Regions from separate parts of the Triticum aestivum genome. Here region 2 is linked to region 1. Evidence: chromatin contacts called from public Hi-C data. All regions are on one chromosome and are shown on one strand. The core of a region is the stretch at or near the end of the contact, and the rest is flanking DNA. Distances in the headings are between cores, read along the strand shown. Region 1 has its middle 150 kb from the start of LOC123041353. Region 2 holds the start of LOC123045340 (protein MEI2-like 4).

The links. Hi-C and Micro-C count contacts between places; a contact is called where the count stands out from the background.
Region 2: a Hi-C map of leaf shows a contact between it and region 1, with 6 times the contacts expected there. The contact joins the promoter of LOC123045340 here to the enhancer-like site in region 1. A contact is called at or near these places in 2 of 5 Hi-C or Micro-C datasets (both in leaf).

The regions. Positions count from the first base shown.
Region 1 is chr2B:441,658,304-441,662,657 of IWGSC CS RefSeq v2.1, reverse strand. No RefSeq gene overlaps it. Among protein-coding and RNA genes, the nearest start is that of LOC123041353, 150 kb to the right of the region's middle. Within about 2 kb of position 2,702, at least 8 of the 8 cell types and tissues checked have an H3K27ac peak or open chromatin away from gene starts, as enhancers often do. A contact at or near this core is called in leaf, where this site is marked.
Region 2 is chr2B:442,070,783-442,074,994 of IWGSC CS RefSeq v2.1, reverse strand. It overlaps LOC123045340 (protein MEI2-like 4), which reads right to left and starts at 2,660. Exons shown (of 14, transcript XM_044468346.1): 1 at 2,205-2,660; 2 at 1,538-1,621; 3 at 550-891; 4 at 1-133. The coding sequence starts at 793.

The DNA of each region.
Region 1 (4,354 bases), core at 1,453-3,952:
CGCTGAATCTTAAGCAATCGAAGGGTTATTCTGGCAACTCTAGTGGTGCCATGAATGAGGAAAGGGGCCTCTGGAATATAATTTGGAAGGCTAAATTCCCCCGAGAAAAATAGAATCTTTACTTGAAGGGTTGCTTATAATAGTTTGACGGTTCAAGTAAACAGGGTAAAACACCATGAAACTATTCTAGGCACGTGCTCGATCTGTGGTATTGAAGATGAATGTATTTTTCACGCGTTGGTAAATAGGCTCGTGCATTTCATATGGCTTTGAAGGAAGTGTCGGATTTATCGGTTGAAGAGACCTTCAAATATTCTGGGTCAGATTGGTTTCTTATTTTGTTGGATCAATTAAGTTCGCATATGCGTGAGCAAACTAAATACATGTTGTGGAGAGCTTCGCACTCGAGGAATGATTTGATTTTTGGTAAGGGGCGGTCTTTGTGAGCTTTGTATAAAATTATTAGACATCTTTCTTGTCTTGTCATGCAAACCGGCAGGTGGAAGTGTGCAACAAAGGTAAGCAAGTGGTGGTTGAATTTCCAGCTAACCACTAATATGGAGATGAATTATATTTTTTGGAAGCCTCCCACCTTGGGTTTTTTTAAAATTAATGTCGACGCAAGTTTTGTGGAGGCCATCAAAGCTGCGAGCGTGGGGTGGTTGTCAGAGACCATTGTTGACAAGTTATCATCTCTTATTGAGATTAGATTGGAGCTTGCTATAGTGTCGAGAAAGCATAACTAAGAGCGACCCTCTTTGTCCTGTATATTGGTATCACTCTTGACAAGCCCATCATTTTGAAAATTGATTGTTCTTTTGTGGCTTTTGTATTTGGAAGATAGTATGTTGACAAGTCAACTCTAATAGACCTAAAGAAGGAAGCGTTGAATGTCTCTAAATTGTTGGTGAATTTAAAGATCTCCAAGATTAACAGAAGGGCCAATGTGGTGGCTCACGAGATTGCAAAATTTAGTTTTGATAATAGGTCTGATGCTATTTTTATTAATACCGTTCCGCCCTACGTGGCAAAGTTTGTAATGAATGATTGTATGAATGTCTTAAGTTAATTAATATATGATGGTTTTTTAATAAATGAGATCCATTTTTAAATACAAACCATGTTCAAACATTCAAAAAAAATGTAGACACACAACAATATTTGATGTACAATCTCAAAATATTCCAGCTCCAAATTCAACCTACAGTAAAAGAAACAAAAAAAACAAAATTAGACATGAATAGTATCAAAATTCTATTCACCCATATTCGAATTTGTCTTTTTCGAATCTCTAAATGTGCATCGAGTTTTGAGCTGATTTTTTTAAGGTTATAGAACCCTACAGATATATCATCAAATAATTTCAGTTTTTATTTTTTTTGAAATATCTAAACATAAATTTTATGGTTGATATCATTGATCTCACCTAATGTGAGATCCTATAATAGTCTCCCCCGACAACACAAGCGAGGATCTCAACTTTCGGCTGCCCGGCTCGTTTCCATTTTGTTTTTTCACAGTTTCCTTTCAACTGGCGTCTCCTTCCCCGCCCAAAGCATTCAAATGACCGGGGAGGTCCGTTCGCGTCCTTTCACGTTTCACCCTTTACCGCGGCTTAAAGCGGTCGCTCTCGTAGGTCCCGCGGCTTATCCGAGGATAAGTCGATCGGCACCGTCGCGTTGTCGCGTTCAGTGGGACCTCAGTCTTGCTGCGCGCGTGTCGCTGTGCTAGTGGCCACGCGCTCCGCTCGGCCCAGGTATCAGCGGGTTCGCCCCCCAGGTAGAGAACCGGGTATGGCAGGCGTACGTAGCGGAAAGACACGCGAATTTCTCTGTCCAGGTTAGGTCACGGGTTTACTTGGAAGATTCGGAGGGATCGAAGGAGCAGGTGGCGCAGCGCTTACTGGTTAGCTGCTTTTGTATCGAGCAATGGTTTTATTGTTGTTTTTTCACTGGATTGTGCACCCGCATCGGCACGGCTTCTCTCTCACACAAGCAAGCAGTGGATTACGTGAGCTGACAGCGTACGAATCAGCAAACCAGGCTGTGTGGAGGTAGGGATTTTAAAACGGGGGCAGACCGAGTGGTGCACGCAACCGCCTGCCTGCCTGGTTCAGTACAGCAGGCAGGCAGGCAGTGCGAGAGCCCGCGCGGAAACGGAAAATGGGGGAGCGGGAGAACAATGGCGTGCACGCCAGATATTTTGGCGCGGAACTGCGAAGAGGGGAAGCATCTTATCGCCGTGAAGTGTGAGGCCAGGCCGGGCAGGACCACAGTTTTTTTTGGGGGACCAGTTCTGCGTGCGCGTGCAACGCGTTGCACATGTCGCAGGCCTGCAGGGGCATATTGCTGAACCGAAGGCGAAGCTAGCGGCGTGGCCGTGGCCGTGGCCCCGAACGGATGGCTGGGATGAGAGCCCCTCCCGCCGCGTGCAGCCGGGCGCTGAGGCGCGTGCCTGTCGCGTGCGCGATACGCCCGGCCGGGCACCGATCGTGGGATAAGGTAACCCATCCAAACCTGACGGCGACTCGTGCAGAAGCCGTTCGATCGCGATCGGGTTGTGGGGCGGTACGTCGTCGCGTCATCGCGCGAGATCGGGCACGGCATTTGCCCACAAACATCGCGGGGCTGGAGACCTTCCCTAGAAAAAACATGGCCGTGGTGGCCCCTGCCCCCTTCCTGTGAGACGTGGGCCTGCAGCTCTCAGTGACTGCGTGGGTGTGGGCGCTGGTTCGGACGAACAGTACAAGGGGTGCATGGCCCGTGTGCGGTTTTAAAAATGGACGCCGCGGGGACCAGCTGATGGTGATGCTCTCGCGGATGCTGTTTGAGGGCCCCAGTTGTGAGGTCTACTCTGTTGTGTGTAGGGTTTTTTCTTCCGTTTGCCTTTCCGGATCCTCGCTCGCTCACTCTTTCCTCTTTTTGTCTCTCGCTCTAGAAAGAGGGATGGCGGGGAGAAGATCGACCCTAACAGAAATGATGGTAAGGGCTTGTTTGGTTCTAAATAAGTCATCAACTTATAAGTCAAAAAGTGAAAAAAATGACTTATTTTGCCAAATAGACCCGACTTATAAGTCACCCCAATTTATAAGTCATAAATTGCTCCACCCCAACTTAAAACTTATAAGTCACCTCCTTTTGCATGGGTCCCACCACCTGCATGATATTGATTGGTGTGGGAAGGTGTGTCGGATGACTTATAAGCCAGATGACAACCAAACAGGAGTGACTTATAAGTCACTGGTTTTAAGTCACCTGACTTATAAGTCAGATGACTTATTGGAACCAAACAGGGCCTAACTTTCTCTTTTCACGACTGGGTTTCAGCGATTAAGCAGTTTGTGTGTGCCTAGTAAAGATACACCAGTTAATTGCGGTGAGAGGGTTTTCTCTCGTTTTCTTGAGTGGCTTCCGTTTATTTTACCAAACCCGGTGAACGCAAATTCAGTTAACAACCGACATGTGTGACCTAGCGCATCTTCAAGGCAGACCCGTAAATTGCCCGCATACGTCCGGACCGCGAAAGCCATCTAAATGTGGTCTGTATCGGTCTACGGGACGGTCTAGACGCGATTTCACCCGTAAACCGGAGAAAAAAGTGGGAAGCTTTGCGGGAGTTCGGACACGCGAAACGTAGGAATCCGACACCCCCAGCCCACCCAAAACCCTTCCCGGACCCTGCGACTCCATCCTCCCTATTTTCGCTCCTTCCTTCTTTCTCTCTTGTCTTCGCCACCGCTCCATCACCCCGGCCACCACGTCACACCCCAGCCGAAACTCTACGTCCCCGTCACCTCCAGTGTTCCAGCGGGGCTCCACCCCGCTTCTCCTCCGTCTCCATTCAACCCCTGTCCTCCGATCGCCCCTCCTTGTATCATCCGCTACTCCTATTCTCACCATGTCTGGCAACTGCTCGATAAATCGCCGGAGCTAAAAACAGTTGTCCCTTTTTCTTTCTAGCAATGGATTCGATTTGGAGCACATATACGAGCAGTATGTTGAGTCGTCCGGCGGCTCAACGGACGAGGAGGAGTACTCCGATGAGACGACAATGATGCAAACGGTCCTTGAAGACGCGGAGCATGCGGAGGAGCATGTTCTCAATTCCAAGGGCTCGATCAAGGGTCATCGAGTGCTCAACCGCAACAGGCACGGCCATTTGACACTGACGGTTGACTACTTTGCCCTTGATGCACTATTCACTGACCATTTTCACCGGCTGAAAGATCGTGGATGTTGCCTAGGGGGGGTGAATAGGCGCTTTAAAATAATTACAGTTAGGCTTGAACAAATGCGGAATAAACCTAGCGGTTAATTTGTCAAGCACAAAACCTACAACAACTAGGCTCACCTAT
Region 2 (4,212 bases), core at 1,411-3,910, 410 kb before region 1:
TCATCATCAGGGAGGAGATTGCCAATTACTTGTGCCTCAATTTCCTGAGTTAATTCAAAAGGCTCGTCATCTGCATGGTTGAGTTCCTTTTCAGCTGGCTGGCCAACAAGGCCATTCTTAGGTGTTAGTCTCACTGCACATCAGCAAATGAAAAGTAGTTTAATATTAAGCACTAATATTACTGCGGATTGTCTCTTTTCTCACTTGGATTTAGCATGAAAAGCACAGGACAGACTCTCATTTCTCAATTGGATGTAGCATGAAAAGCTCAGGCCAGATTGTCTCGTTTCTCACTTGGATGTAGCAAGAAAAGCTCAGATTTCACTGAAGTGAAACAGTCAATAAAAGCAAACAAGCTTCTTATTAATAAGCAAATAAAAATATTTTCCTTATCTTCTTTTGTTTACCCTTTCCATTATCTACATACTATTATTTATATGAACTGAAGGGAGGAGTACCATATCGGATGGACGCAGTTTATAGTTCAGTGTTATGGAGTACTATAATAAATGAAATAAAAACTGCAAGAGACAAGGATCAAGGGCTTACATTTGTTGTCAAAAATGTCTGGAAGGGAGCTTGAGAAAAGTCCATTCTCATATTGGGTCATATTTAAATGTCCCTTTCTAGCATTAGGAAATAAAGCCAACGGCTTCGAAAATGAATCATGTTGTTGTAGAGGATCTTGATCAGCCCTCCAGGGGGTTGGCGGCAGGTTAACATGCCTTTGATGGCCCAACAACTTGCGCTCACCAAAGGGAGTTTTCTGGTCCATCAACTTGTATGGCTCCATAAGCCCTAATTGATGCACAACCTTTGGCCAATAGCCTTTGGCTTTTCGACCGGAGAAGATGCAGCAGACCTACTTCCCGAAATCAATGTATATTTTTTCTGTTTTTCAAAACAAGAAATAAATCAGCCATAAAAACGAACGCAAACACTGAGCGCAAAGAGAAGTGATGAAGCAACATCAGAATTATTTAATGGAAGAATCATTGTAGGCAGCATCCATGCGCATCTGTCAATAATCGATACCCAATCACCCCTGTGAGACCATGTGCCTTCCAATTCAGCTGCTTCACCCATATATAGCAAGACAGCTACCTTAAGCTACCTGGAAACAACGATACACATCCACCAATCTTGCTCGATCAATTGTCCCATATGTGGAACCTCGGATGCCCCCACATATCCGTAAACTGTAACAGTGTTCTGCTGGGTCACATTTTATTTAGTCCGAGAGAAACTACCCGAAGAATAAACTAATAAGCACCTACAAATTACACGAATGTTCAGGTAGTCACTAACATGCTCAGGAAAACATTCCTGCCTGAAATGTCTAACAGGCCTCTATAAAAAGAATTCGATAATGATGAAGAAATTAACCTAGGTCTAGTTGTTAATGATACTGACCAAGTCACCCCAAAACTGAACCAATTAGTACCCCCTACCACAAAGTAGAGTAAGAAAGAATGCAGTCCATCATTAGACATCATTTAAGGATATCGGGCAATAATGGCTATTGCAGTTGGCTTACCACATGGGAGAAGACGATTCGGACTCCACGGGGAGGTGGAATGGGGGCATGTGGTGCCTCTGCTCCATGATTCTAGCTGGCATCCTGCTAGCACCTTGCAAGATAGACAGATGCCAAGTTTCAACACCTCAGGTAGCTCGACTGAAGCGGATCAAAGAATAAACGCGAGAAACTGCTAAACAAATGCAGTCCCGAGGCCTAGATTTGATCGACCATGAACCCAAAATCGAACTCACGAGACCGGCTACGGAACACTGGAGAAATTCTGCAAAATTTAGGACCGGAACAACTCGAATTGAACGATTAAAAAAGGTTATGCAAAATTCCGGGCAGAACTCTGTGCTCCCAAACTAATTAGCCATAAAACAGCGCAAAAGACGACGGGAAATTTAATGCTCCTCGTCCTCGACGAGCTCGAAAGAGCACAAGAAAGTTGTGATCAAAATAAAAAGGCAGAAGAGACCAAAATACTGCCCAACCGCATCAAAGTATCCCCCGAACCCGAGCACAGATCACACAAAGCGAGAAAAATACGCACAAAATTACCCCCAAACAAATAACTCCAGGAATTCAAACACCATTTTTCTCCACGAAAACAAAACGCACCCTGAATTTGCATGAAAACCCGCAAAAAAATTGGTAGAAACGGAAGAATTTGTAGGCTCACCAGATCGGCAGTCGAGATCCGCTTCAGCTTGTCGCGGCCAGGAGCTTACCGCAACACGCAACCCGTGGCCGCGCCCGGAAGAGACGGCTCCATGGCGCAAGCCAAAACGGCTCCCCCGGAGCTCACAGGAGGGCGGATCACCCAGCGCGCAGCGACGGCACAGCTAATGCCCTCAGCGGGGGGGGCGAGGCGAGCTCAGAGAGCGAGCTCCATCCTCACGCACGCGCGCACCTAACCCTAGCGAGCGAGCGCGGCAGCGGGCACCCCTCCACTCCTCATTCTTCGCTCCTCCTCCTAGGTATGCCGCCTCAGCGCCTCTCCGGCGAGGGAATTCCGGCTAGCTGGTGGTGGACTGGCGGTGGTGAGACGAGACGAGACGAAGCGGAGACGAAGGCCAAAAAAATCTAATTAAAAGAGCGGCGAAATGCTGTATTACTATATTATTTATTGGACTAAGTGGAAACGCGATACAGAAGGTGCGGGGCCTATATATACCGCTCCCGCTGTGGTCCCCACCGCGGTAGGCTCACCCGCGGCGCACCCCACCGCGGCGCCGGATAGCTCCTTCGCCATTCCGTTCGTGCCGAACGGCACATGTACCCGGGCCAGGGGCCCCACGTGTCAGTGAGTTGGCGTCGGTGTCAGACGTCGGGACCCACGTGGCTGCGCGTCGGCCCGGGTGGGAAGCGGCGTTTGGACGGGGACGGAATTATTTCGCGGAGGGGTGGGGGCTTGGCGCGGTGAGGTGACGCGGAGGTCACGTTCTCCGATTGTCTGGTGTGGGACAGGATAACGCTCACCAGTACGAGTTGTGTGGGGGTCGATCGGGACTGGACCGCTGGAGTTGCTGCCGCCGAACCACCGGGGATTTCGACGGCTCTTGCTGTTAGGTTGGCACGTTTATGCTGGTACCACCTTCCGTGTTCGAAGAACTCTGCTTCCAAAAACACTGGGAAAATTCAGTTTAGTGAGGAGTAGTATATTTGAAATCACGTCTCCAAACAAAATAAACTAGCTACTATTAGCATTTTCAAACAAGCCTAAAAATGCAACATTGATTGTTATTGATTGCCTTGAAAATTACGCTGTTCCTATTTACATTTTCAATACATTAAAGATAACAGATATAGGAAAAATAATTAAAATGATTATTTTTCGCATCTAATATGGGCAAATCATTTGATTCACGGCAAAAAAAATGTGACACACACCTAAATCACAGCATCCGACTCCGTGAACGCCCATAGACATCTGAGGTACTTTAAAACTGGCGAAAGAATCCCAGGTTCTGGGTTCTTTCGCCCTAGGTGAAACACTCGCGTTAATCCTAGGGATCAAACCCAGGTGGACTAGCTGGCCACCGCCAAGGCCAACCATTGAGCCAAGGGCTCGTTCTCGACAGCACTTTATGTTAGGTTGGCATGTTTGTACCCGTAGCAACTTCCATATTTCTTTTTCATTCAAACATTTTGATTCCTTCAAATTTAAACGTTTAACACATCAACCAAACATGCACATAGTTTTTAATAAGTTGCATGAACAAAAGCCTTTAACCAAGGCATGTACATATCACATGTTGCCGGCATGTGCATCGTCCCCTTCTCCTTTGGCATTCTTGTTGTCCCCTCCTCCTTCGGCGTGTGTACCCTCCCCCCCCCAAAGGCCCTGGAACGTACATCGTATACCAAAATTCTCGATCCAACATAATGAACAGATTCTACTCGGTTATGTGTTCACTTATCGCATGATAATCTTGAACTTTGAACCTATGGGCCTCCATCTCTTCCCGACATCATGCGCACTCTTGCATTTTTTCAAAAAGGGGAGCAAGCCCTAGCCTCTGCATCAAGCGATGCACACAGACATATTATTATTTATTCAACAAAATTCTGACAAGAACATAAATCAAACAATCTGAAGTCACCACCCACACCTACAAACTCGACAATGGGGAATGCCCTCACACCCCACCATCTAGAGCCGAGGTCACCGTCGATCCGCGCACATG